2 separate regions of the Sus scrofa genome follow, and region 1 is linked to region 2. A link is a contact called in public Hi-C data. All regions are on one chromosome and are shown on one strand. Each heading gives the region's core, a stretch centred on a gene start, on an enhancer-like site or on the middle of the called end of the contact. The rest is flanking DNA. Distances are from core to core; before and after follow the strand shown.

The links. A called contact is a pair of places that touch in the nucleus more often than the background predicts.
Region 1: a contact with region 2 is called in a Hi-C map of subcutaneous adipose tissue, with 1.7 times the contacts expected there. The contact joins two enhancer-like sites. A contact is called at or near these places in 2 of 47 Hi-C or Micro-C datasets (embryonic fibroblasts and subcutaneous adipose tissue).

What each region holds. Positions count from the first base shown.
Region 1 is chr1:42,920,721-42,926,958 of Sscrofa11.1, forward strand. No RefSeq gene overlaps it. Among named protein-coding and RNA genes, the nearest start is that of FAM184A, 80 kb to the right of the region's middle. Within about 2 kb of position 2,986, at least 21 of the 83 cell types and tissues checked have an H3K27ac peak or open chromatin away from gene starts, as enhancers often do. A contact at or near this core is called in subcutaneous adipose tissue, where this site is marked.
Region 2 is chr1:42,584,542-42,590,762 of Sscrofa11.1, forward strand. No RefSeq gene overlaps it. Among named protein-coding and RNA genes, the nearest start is that of MAN1A1, 140 kb to the right of the region's middle. Within about 2 kb of position 2,155, at least 4 of the 83 cell types and tissues checked have an H3K27ac peak or open chromatin away from gene starts, as enhancers often do. A contact at or near this core is called in subcutaneous adipose tissue, where this site is marked.

The DNA of each region.
Region 1 (6,238 bases), core at 1,736-4,235, 340 kb after region 2:
TTAAGAATCTGGCGTTGCCGTGAGCTGTGGTATAGGTCGCAGACGTGGTTCGGATCTGGTGTTGCTGTGGCTCTGGCGTAGGCCGGCAGCTACAGCTCCGATTTGACCCCTAGCCTGGGAATCTCCATATGCCACGAGTGCAGCACTAGAAAAGACAAAAAATTAAAAAAAAATAAAAAATAAAAAATAAATTAAAAAAAATTTTTTTAAAGATGAGAAAGGAGTTATCAGGTGATAGAGAAAGTAGCATTTGGTCTCCAAGGGGACACAACCAGCTGCTGAATGATAAGAGAAAGGGATGAGGGAAAGCTGAGCGGCTTTGAATGAAAAATTAAATTAATTTTAAAATCTAATTTAAAGCAACATAGAGTAACAGATGTGGAGGGAGTTAAACTCCTCCTTGGATTGTATTCCCTAAACTTTCCTGTTCTTTCATTCAGCTTGAACATCATCCTATTTATACTAAGTAGCAAAACTGGATTAATTATGAAATAAAAGACTCCAGACAGTTCATTTCTAGGGATTGTTTGTACACCGCCTGGATGGCAGGAAGGGAATGCTTGTCCTTTTTATTTCTCCAGAGAGAAAGACTGCCGAAGAGTTTCTACCTGAAACTCTTTAAAGCGTATTTCCCATGAGACTGTCCTAATGATCTTTAAGTTCACTGAGTTCAAGCTCATTAGGTTCAAGTTCAAGAATCAAGTATTATTAAAACACATATTTATTTTTGCAGTTCACTTATTCTCCCAACACATGCTTATTGTAGAACAGCTTCCGTGAGTCAGAAACTGGGTAAGCCTCGCTGCTGTGTAGGTGGTTTTAGAGGCGTTTAAATGCCAAGATCCAAAATCAAGTCACAGGCCAGATCGGTCCAGACTTCTGGGTAGTTGTTGTCATCAGAGAGACAGGTCACACCAAGAAATGAAAGGATAAAACTACTTCTTTTGTGCTGTCACAGGACAAGTGTAAAATAAAGCAGCCACCGAGGAGCCCTGCTAGGAATTGTGTGCTTTTCATGAAAGGAACTTCCATTCTCTGGAAATGCATGAAGAGCGTGCCAGGGATTTCCTATCCGCCCCCACCACCCCCAGAGCTGCTGATCTGTTTCCTGCTGGCCGCGGGCCTGACACCTGCCAGAATACCTCACAATTTAATCAGGGATGTTTTCTGCTTTCACCTTTGCCTTGTATAAAAATCGTTCTTTATGCTTTGTTCAAGGTTTTTAAATGTTTTCAAAATCTAAACAGCAGCTTGATTGGAATCTGCTTTTGTATATTTAGTGCAGCAACACTGTCTTAGTTTTTTTTTTTTGGGGGGAGTGCTTTCAGAACAAAGTACCACAGATTGGGTGGCTTAACAAAAATGTATCACCTCACAGCTGTGGAAGCTAAAATTCTGAGATCAAGGTCTCTATGGGGTTGGTTCCTTCTGAGGACTGTGAGGAAGAATCTGTTCTGTGCCACTCTCCTGGCTCCTGGGGGTGTATTGGCCACATGTGGCATCCTTGGCTTATAATGCATCACCCCATCTCTCCCTTTATCTGCACTTGGCATTCTCCCTGTGTGAGCATCTTTGTCCAAATTTCCTCTTTTTGTGAGAATGCCAGTTGTCTCGGATTAAGGCCCTCCTAACGATGTCATCTTAACTGGACCATCTTCAAAGACCCTATTACTAAATAAGGGTCACCTTTTCAGGTACTGGGGATTAGGACTTGGGCATTACTGGGGGGACACAATTCAACCTACAGTCCGTGTATTACCTCGTTCAGTGTCGTAAGGGCCGTAATGGTCACTAGGATAAACTGGGACATGGAGGCTTGAAAAGATTTGTTTACCTTTTCCAAATTCATCTACTGCACAAAAATGGCAGAACGAGGGTTTGAATCTAACAGTTTGACTCAAACAACGATGCTCTTCATCACCATATGGGGTTTCCCAAGAGCATGAGGCACTTTCCCAGCATTTCAGTCACCAGACCATAGGTTATGCTCTGTGATCGTCCTATCTACTTGCAGGAGTGCTAGCTACTAATGATGGAACACCTAGGCATATGTACCTTATCTCACTGAATCCCCCCAAACAACCTCGGAAGTCATTTTCTCTTTACCCCGGTTCACAGAGACGCAGATTAAAGGTCAAAGACATTGAGAACTTTTGGCCAATGTCACAAATAAAGTAAGGATGGAGCCAGGATTCAGGTCATTCCCCTCCCCAACCTAGATCCTGAAGATGTATTTCTCCCACTGCGTTTTGCTGTCTTTGACACAGACCTCAAAGGACATTAGGATATCAATTGGCCACATAAAAAATAAGAAGTTCAAGTAAATCTTGCCCATGCTGTTTTTAAAAGTGAGCACAAAACAAATCTCAGTTCCTAAGAATTTGAATCACCCCAGGGAAGGTACAGGAACATAGCAAATGTTTGTGTGATTACTTGGGCAACCTTGCCTGTGCTATGTAAATATGTAATGACTAATCAGCCAGGGCAGCTGAGGGATTTTTCTAGATGTGGGCAGTTTTTTATTTGTGCATATTTGCCCAGCTACGCGTGTGAAAAGGGAGGAAAAAAAGACTTCTAGCTATTTAGCATAATCATGAACCAAAACAAAAGGAGAAATTATTTCACTCCTGCTTAGGTAAAACATTTTAATCTTTCTAAATCTCTGTGTGTGTATTTTTGGGTTCGTAGCAACTGGCAGACTATTTAGGACAGAAATGTACATGTACTGAGGGCAAAGAGAGCCTTGGGAGGTGAGGATGTGTGCTGAGAAAGGAGAGATGATGTTTGGCCAGTGACAAACAGAAACTCCATTGACAAGGAATAGTCCTTGGCAAAATAATATTAAGATTTTTCTGGAGGTTGTTTACCATTACTAGTTTTCAGTTTTCTGACGTTGACAAAAACGGAAAAACCCAGATCCTGACTCTCCGGAGCTTCTCACTTTGCCGACTCTGCAAGAGCATTGGCAGCTTTATAGCGCCATCATGTGGTCACTTGTCAATTTGTTCCAAAATTCCGCGGGAGCCCAGCCTGGCAAGGAGAGGGACTGATGCGCACAGGATTGTGTTGGGCGAGAACAGAGCTGGCTAGTCCTCTAACTGACACAGGCAGCAATAGGGTGGTGCTGGGGGAGGGGAAAGCCAGGGCTGAGAAGACCCTGGGGGCAGAGCAGGGGTGGGGCAAGAAGATACCGAGCAGCTGGACCTGACCGTGTAGACAGGCAGCAGCAAAGAGGAAATTGACCCACGGGGAGTCATCGTAATGCCGCCTTAGTCAGGATTGGATGAGGAAGTTTCTTGGAAGAATTTAAGCTTCCAGAGAAGGAGGAGGAAGTGGCTACAGTGGTGGTAATGATGGTGGCTGTGGTTGTGGTAATGGTAACGTAATGGTGATGGTGGTGGTGGTAGGGGACCCATTTTGAGGGCAGCTGAGGGAGGCAAGAGACATGAAACAGAGGCTGGCACTATTCCACAGGGTATCTCAGCACCTCTAATGAGAGTTTGGGGACCTTCTCCTATCCTGGTGAGAAACTGTATTTGATTTCCTGGGAAGGCAGTGGCCGTGATTTGGAAAGGGGAGGGGTGCTGCAAATGCAGGACTGGGGTGGCAGAGTACCTAAGCAAATTTTTGGCCTCTCCAAGTTGGATTTCCTCATTGTAAATTAGGGTGTTTGCTTCATGGAGCTGTTGTGGGGATGCAAGAAGATGATACAGAAAAGATTTAGCACGATGCCCAGCAATATTATAAACAGTACATGTTAGCCATCACTCTTACTCCTGCTATCATTGTTCTTAATATCATCATTTTGGACAAAATCTCCAATGTGTAACTCCTCCTAATAGCTGGTCCACATTTACCTGTGGACCAGAATCATGGTCATGAATACACAGCGTGATGTCTTTTTGACCAGACTTGCAGACTGTTAAAAATAAAAAGCCACAGGAGCTAGTCAATACAACTGTTGGGCCTTTCCTGCTAAACATTCCAGTCAGTGGGTCAGAGAGCCAAAGTATATCAATCACCTTGTGATTTGTAATTTTTGTATTGCCTGTCCTTTCCCAGCCCCTTGGTTCTCCCCGATATTTTTTTCTCCGGGCACGCACTGTATTAGTCAGTCTCAGCAGGAATCAGATGGACCCAAAGGAGTAACTGAAGGATCAGTGATAGAGCTGTTTATGGACATGAACCTGTACTTTCAAGTGCCAATAAAGGCTCCACTTGATCAGAAAAAGCAGTCCATCCGGTCATCCAATCCGCAGAATGCTAAACCAACTCGAGGCTCTATACTTATTTCCTCGTTCCTTGATTTTTCTTTTCTTTTCTTCAGCATGAGGAAGTTCCCCCGGCACCGGGGATCGAATCCAAGCTGCATCAGCGATGAAGCCCAATCCTTAATCTGCTGAACCACCAGGAAACCTCATCTTTGATCTTTCTAAACAAGGTCAGATCTGCAGCCCTGACCAATCATGCCCTGTCTCCAGGTTGCCGCTTCTAATACTCCAAACAACTTGCTCCTTGCTCAGGCTTAAATTCCCTCGGGAAGGGTGCACCACTACTTCTGAGTTTATCCTCCTCACTCCCCCGCCCCGCCCCAGTCCATGGATTGTTTTCTCTTGAATATAGGACATCAAACTCATGACAGATACGTGTCCTTCTGTCAGTACACAGGAGGAAGCTGTTGCTGGAACTCCAGGAGAGCCAGAGCCAGGAAAGCTGCCCAACTCTGCCCTGAGCAGGAGCTGGGTCCTTAGTAGAGGAATTCAGCCCCCTGCCAGCACGAGGGAGCAGAGAGAGCACCTACCAGGAGTGGATTCTCCTCCCAGGGGCTGAACCCAGCTGGAAGCCAGAGGGCAAGGGGAGCATGGACATGTCATTCATCCTTAACGGTCAGCAGAGAAGTGTGGAGAATGGATGCAGAGGGCCAGGTGGAGAGGGACCCACACATTCACTTAACATCATGATGTTCCTCCCTCTGCGATGCCTCTCGGCACCCCTGAAACTCTCAGAAGAAAGGCTTGTAAGTGCCAAGTGAATCAGACATTAAATGTCTAAGTCAATGGAACAAAGACTAGTGAAGGCACAGACTAAATAGAGGCTTGCATCACCCATTTAGAGCACCGAGAAAGCGCCCCCTGCAGGTCACAGCCCACCTCTTGGAGCTGGCAGCAGCTCAGCCCTTAGCTCTCATCCAGGAAGCGAACTGAGGCCATCTCAGCCCGTGAGCCACAGCTCTGTTACCAAGGAGTGGGACTCTGGAAGTGAAGGGACCCATGCAAGGGACCCCAGCGCCTCCCTTTTTCACCACCAGCCAGCAAAATCAGGCAGCAGAGCAATGAAAATCGCTCTCCTAACAAGCAGAGGCTGTGTTCCCCGTGTCTTTGGAGAAACACAGTGTGTAAGTCTTAGGGCAGACCCAGCCTACAGCGTCTTGGAGACAGGTGTAAGTCTTGGGGGCAGACACCAGACAGCACTGGCACAAGCTGCCTCCAGCATCAGTTTGGAGTAACAGTGTGTGCTGATGCCCAGGGCCAGGTCAGCACCTGTCTGAGAGTGGGCTTCCAGGGCCCCCTGGAGGAAGGCAGGTGACCTCTTTTCTTTGAAGGCTTCCATAGGGTGCAAGTTCCAGGCAGGCAGAAGCAGTATTTTCTAGGGTGAGGAGACCAGCCCTTGCAATCTGGCTGCTTTATAGGGAGGCCAACATAACAATCTTGTTATCAGAACAAGCTCTCCCCACATCTCCCCCTCTCTTTAAATTGTGGTAAAATGCACATAAAATTTATCATATAATCATTTTTAAGTGTGTAGTTTAGTAGTGTGCAGTACATTTAGGTTGTTGTAAAACCAATCTCTAGAACTCTATCCATCTTGTAAAACTGAACTCTGTACCCATTAAACAATTCCTCGCATACCCCTCCCCTCAGCCACTGGCAACCACACTCTACCTTCTGTCTCTAAGGATTTGATACCTCTAGATACCTTATATAACTGGGATCATACAGTATCTATCTTTCTGTAACTGGCTTATTTCTGTTAGCAAAATATCCCCTGGGTTCATGTGTCAGAATTCCCCCTTTTTTTTTTTTCTTTTTTGGCCCCATCTGCAGCAGGCAGAAGTTCCCATGCCAGGACTGAACCCATGCCACAGCAGTGACAACACTGGATCCTTAACCTGCTGAGCCACCAGGGAAATCCAGAATTTCCTTAATTTTTAAGGCTGAATAATATCCCACTATATATT
Region 2 (6,221 bases), core at 905-3,404:
CACCTACAGCAGAAAATATCAAATTGTACACTTTAAACATATGTAATTTATAGTTTGTCAGTTGCACTTTAATAACAGTGATGAGAGAGAGAGAGATTATGCATAATTCCAAATAGATCTCCAGGAAGGATGCAGAACCCAGAGCAGAAATGGCCACCTGGTGGTATGTCTAGACAAATAGCGTCTTAAGCAGCCTGTCAGCCTCCAGTCTCTCCAGGAGAAACAGAATGAACGTTCTGTACCCAGAAGTGGCACAGAAGCAGAAAAGAGAGCTGCCTGGACTCACATGGGTAAAGACAAAGGACATTTCTGGGCCAGAAGGTGGACCATGGACCAAGCTGCTAATGGAACAAAGGTCATTTCAGCAGATACCTGTGTGGTCAGATCACGGTAGGGAGCAGCAGCACACCCTCTCCAACCCTACCTCTGAGCCTTGGCTCAAGTTAAACTCTCTAGAGATCTGATATCACCCTGGGTTTCTTCTCTGGAGAAGGAGAAATTTCTCAATTCTGAATTCACTGACATTTAGTTTTTGTCATCCTGGCAGTAAAAGGCTTGAAATAGAAACTGGGCAGTTATAGATGAATAGACAGTGTTTTCCCTCATTATCCGCAGGGAGATTGGTTCAAAAACCCCATGAGGCTACCAAAAATCTGTGGATTCAAGTCTATTATACAAATGGAGCAGTATTTGCATATAACCTAGGAACACCCTCCCCTATATTAAATCATTGCTAAATTACTTATACAATACCCAATACAGTGTGAATGCTATGAAAATAGTTGCCCATGATTGCCAAATTCTTGTTTGTTTTTGAAGCTCTTTAGACTAGTTTCTTTTTAAAATTAGTTCTGATCCATAGTTGATTAAATCCACCAAAGCAGAACCTACAATACAGAAGGCCAACTGTCTACATTTCTTATATATCTCAGTTCTAAATTCCATGATTCCATGATGACACAGTCCCTCCCTACAGCAATGTTCTAAATTAGGAGACTATGAATGAGAATTTAAGAACCACAAGGGTAGGTGCTATGACGACACGGCACACCTATCATCTAGTTCATTTCCTGGCACATAATTGTGCTTAATCTGTATTTGTGGAAAGGATGGATGCATGGATGGACGGATGGATGGATGGATGGATGGATGGATGGATGGATGAAATTCAGGTATACAATAAATTGTAGTTAATCACCCAGAGGAGCACATAATAAGTACAAAATGAGAGGTTTTTGAAGTATAATGAGACTGCTAAGGGCTGGAGTTACCACTGATTATTTCATTGGAGGAGAAAGAACTGGAGGTGATATTTGAAGATTGAGTAGAATTGGATCAATAAAGAGATTGGATGAATAGAGAAGGTGGGTGGGTAAGCCAGGGTGCAGAGAAGCAAAAGGGGTCACAATTCAAACTGAAGTAATTTTGCTGCCAACCCAATGTACTTTCTCCTGTACTCTTTTCTAAACATAGTATGTGGCACAGGATCTGCTGACAATATCTGATTGATGAGGGATGGATGGTGTGGAGAAATGTTAGGAATAAATTTTGCTTTTAATTAAAATAATTGGGTCTGAAGTCTTGAGGCTATTTAGTCACTACTTAAAAGTTTAGCCTTTTTTTTCCCTTAAATTCTTTTAACTTTTATTCTAATTGAACAGATACTTAAGGAGGGTTTTACAATATTTGAAATTGCATTTAATCACTTTTAGATTTTTTTTTAACATGGCATCCAAACAATTCAAGGACTTATTTTTGTAAACTGTTTCTAACTCTGACCATATAAAAGGAGTTCTAAATCCATACCATTATTTGGATTCCTACTCTACAATAGTTGATAATTGTGTTATAACTTACTAACCTCTCCTACATATGTTGTCTCATTTATTCCTCACAATATGACCTCTGAAGTGAATCTCCTTTTTTAGTAGATCTCCAGTTTCATGTAGAAACTGAGACCAAGCAGGCTCACTTCCTTTAATCCACCAGCCAATAAATGGTGTCAAACAATAATCATTACTGAGGCTGTAAAGGACAAAGAGCTTTATTTGTGCTCTTAAGAAATGCAATTCGGGAGACACAGATTCCAGTAAAAGTGAAACAGTGTTCGGGGAAGAGGAAGAGTCAGAGGCTGAGAAAGGCAAAAAGCCACAAGGTTATTAGAGTTGCCCCATGAGAACTGTGATTGACTCTGACACAGTCAGGAAATATTTGTCCTTAAGGAGTCACGAGTTATTTTGGGGGTAGGGATCCAATGAGAAGATAAGCTATCTTGAGTTATTTTAGGATGAGGGTCCAATAAGTATCTTGAGTTTCTGGCAGATCTTCTGGATGCCTTCCTTAGGACAATAAGTGGTCAAAAGGTCAGATTCCATCCAGGCTGAGACATGCTTAAGTCACACTTCCTCAGGGGTCTCCCGACTCCATTTGAGAAAGGTCTCTTAACAATACTGACTCCTTTTTTATTTTCCTTCCACAAAAGTAACACCTAGGCCCCTCCCCCCAGGCCTTTCCTCAATGCCATCTCCCTTGCTACTATCACCTGAATGCCTTAAAGAATGAGAAAAAATATCTATCTGTAGAACTATGTATGTATGTCTTCGAAGGAGAGGGTATAATGGTGAGTTAACACATTAAAGGATTTTAACACCGGGGAAGAATTAGTTGTCATTTGAGAAAAGAGAAAATCTGCTTTTTAACCCCAAGGGAAAAGAATGTTCTTTGCTCAGCTCTGCATATTCATTACCTATATCTGGGGAAACTTCTATGTGCTCTCCGCAAAGTCTCCTTCCTTTTTTAAGTTCTCCCCCTGGAGCTGGAATGGTGGAGAGAATTTTTTATGGAAAAAATAATTAATCTTCCTCATGGAGTAAAGGCCCCAAAGTAATTTATCATAAAGAAACACTCTAACCCAACCTTTTTCTTACCTGAAAGTACTAATTCAATATTACAACAGAACAGCTTTAGGGATCCTAATCGCAGGATCAGGAAGGAGAAGAGAGCTCACTATTTGATCCTCTTATTCACCCTCTATTAAGACAGGTTTGTTCCATGCCATGAATTATTTTGCACTTCGTGGAGCCTGGTTTTAAGATGTTTCAAATGATAAGGCTTAGGCCATTTAGAGTGGAAGAGTCTGTTTTGCTAATACTCATTGGTTTTAGTCCTTTTTCTCCTTTCATGGGTAATGAAAATTGGGGTAATGTGGGGGATAGGATGAAATGTGAGGTGTCGAGGCTGTCACAAGTGGCTGGCATTCAGTACTTTTCAAACTCAAGTATTTATAAAATGCAAATGCTTTATACTTCCCACTTGCTCACTCCTCTCTCCTCCAGTCGCACTGACATGGTAACCATGTTCACTGGAAACAGCTGACAGATGAACATGTTAATTTGAGAGATTGTATTCACATCACTCTGGGGAAAAAAAAAAATGCTTGAAAAGTTACTGATATATGTTGCCAGGCATTTTGATGCCTTTTGCCACAAAGCAGAATGGCCTCTTCTCAAATACATGCAATCTGTCTCAAGGTTTATTTATTCACCTGATACTTGGTTGTTTTTTTTTTTTTTTTTTTTCTTGGGTCTGATATTTAATCTTTTTTTTTTTATTATTATTTTCCCACTGTACAGCAAGGGGGTCAGGTCATCCTTAGATGTATACATTGCAGTTACAGTTTTTTCCCCCATGATACTTGGTTGTTTAAGGAGAACCAGAAGTGAACAATGGGCCTGCCTTGGATAGGCCAGGCTGTGCACTCCGCATTCCTACAGCAACCTCTTAAGTGAGAACTTTGACATTTCTGTTTTGATACAGCCTCATGACACAATCCACCAAAATGTTCATTCACTGTTTTGTACTGCCAAGTAGTTCCTGTGACCTGACTCTCTCTCAATAGTTAACCTTTCCTCTGATTACATGGTGCTTTCAGCATCTAATTGATCTGTACATTCATTATTTTATATTTGTAAAATTTCTTGTTTATTTCATTCTTAGAAGAAACCAAAAGTTGTTTTAATTTTAATCTTGATGAAGCATTTTATCCATTGAAATTTATGTTTGTTGTCTATCCCCTAAATAACCATAAAAAAAGTATATATTTTACCAAATTGTGAGGAGACTGTTAGAGTTCTTTGAGATTTGCCCAGCACTTTGGAAAAGAGAATAATGGCTTTTTTGGGCTGCACCCATGGCACATGGACATTCCCAGGCTAGGAGTTGAATTGGAGCCATAGCTGCCAGCCTGCACCAGAGACAGAACAATGCCAGATCCTTAACCCACTGAGCCAGGCCAGGGATCAAACCTGTGTCCTCACGGATACTAGTCAGGTTCCTTACCACTGAACTGAACCATGACAGGAACTCTACAATTTATTAAATGAAATTAAATGACTATGGCCACTGAAACAATACTATATTCAAAATATTCAAGATTCACATGAATTCTTAGAGATTAAATGAATATTTAATACTTTCCATACCATGATTAGTGACCTTTCTGAGACAAGTCTGGCAGAAACAGAACTCCCATTAAATGTGATTTTCCTATTTAAATTTTACTCCACGTAACTTAGGTATGTATAAAATGCTAATTTATTACATATTTGCTTAAACATTTGCCACTCACAACTCCTTATTTTTGATAAATCTAGTGAAGTCATGTTGAATCAGGAGGAAAAGGGACAGGGATAACCTTAAAAAGAATGACAGCTGTTGAGGATATGACAAAAACTGATTAGAACCAATGAGGTCCAAGATGGCGGAAGGCTCTACTTCCTACCATTCTTGAGCCTCATCATACACTCATTGTAATGCATTAGCATGTTAAGTCACATGCCCACAGGTTCCATGACCATTCTGAGGCCCACCATAAAAGGGCAAAAAGTGGGCAGCAGCCCGATTCCTGGAGACCCCCTACCCTTTTCCCAAATAGCTAGAATAATCCTCTCACTCCTTAGCCTATGAAATTACCCAGCCCATAAAAACTCATCACCTCCATATTTCAGGGTTGTTTTCTCACCTTTTGAGATAGACTGCATGCAGTCTATGGAATGTGTATCTTCCAGGTCACTCTCACCTTTGGAGAGGGTCCACACTGTCTACAGAGTGTATTTCTTCCAAGGTTGCTCTCTTGCTTTCTGAGATGGAACATGCCCTTATCTCTCAATAAATTTACTTCTTACCTATCACTTTACCTCTCACTGAATTCCTTCTGTTTTGAAACATAAAGTACCTGAATTTCAGCAAGTCCTGAGACTAATTAAAAGACCCTATCTGAGTTTTGGCTGAGTTCAAGTCTCAGCCCATGGGTTCAAATCCCAGTCTGAGTTGTGTGGTTTAAGCGGTAATTTGTCTACAGGTATCCAGTTATTACTTCTGGCACTTCTCTCCTCCCACCATCCACCAGCCCTCTCACTCACATGGACATTCATTCACCTCAGTGCTCTGGTGATGGCTGGTTACTCTCCACATACTCGTGGGACTGTGTAGACCCGCCCCCGCCATGTATAAACCAATATGAATGTGGACAAAGGATGTCACCTGCCATATGAGCAAACAAAGGATATTGCAGCCATCAAGTCTTTAGCCACTACAGCCTCGGCTTCCTTCCCTCCTCTACCCTACAGTGCACACTGAGGAGATTCAGGATGGGGAAAACAAGCTACTGGCCCTAGATTGTTAAGGAGCATACCATAGAGATGATTTCAAAAGCCCAGATTCTTGCATCTTCCCATCTATAGAAAAATGCTAAATTCATTGATTCGAGATGTCTGGTTTTTCTCTAATTAACAGTAATCATTTGATGTTCCAAATACCTGTTTTTTGTTGCAAAAACTCCTATTCATCCTGGCTCCTCCTTTACCTCTTTGAAACGCTCTGAGTATGTCCGCCAAATAAAACATAATTCTCAACTTTCAGGTTGTGCATTTTCTTCCAGTTGACATGAAGATACAGAAATAGGAGGGAGAGAAAAATTTAAAAAAATGTGGAATTAGGATATCAAGCAGTAAAAAGAAAAGCAGGCATCTGGAGAGTGGCTGACTCAGGTCAAAGGGCAGAGACCAGAGCAAATATTGCTGACCCTGTGGCTGAAGCCTCCAGGGCCTCTTCCAGGACCTGAACCTTTGTGCTTCCTAAGGCCAGACTGTTGGATTTTCCCTTCCATCTATGCCACACTACTTAACTCTGGATTATTATTAGTGGGGACAACTTAAATTTCT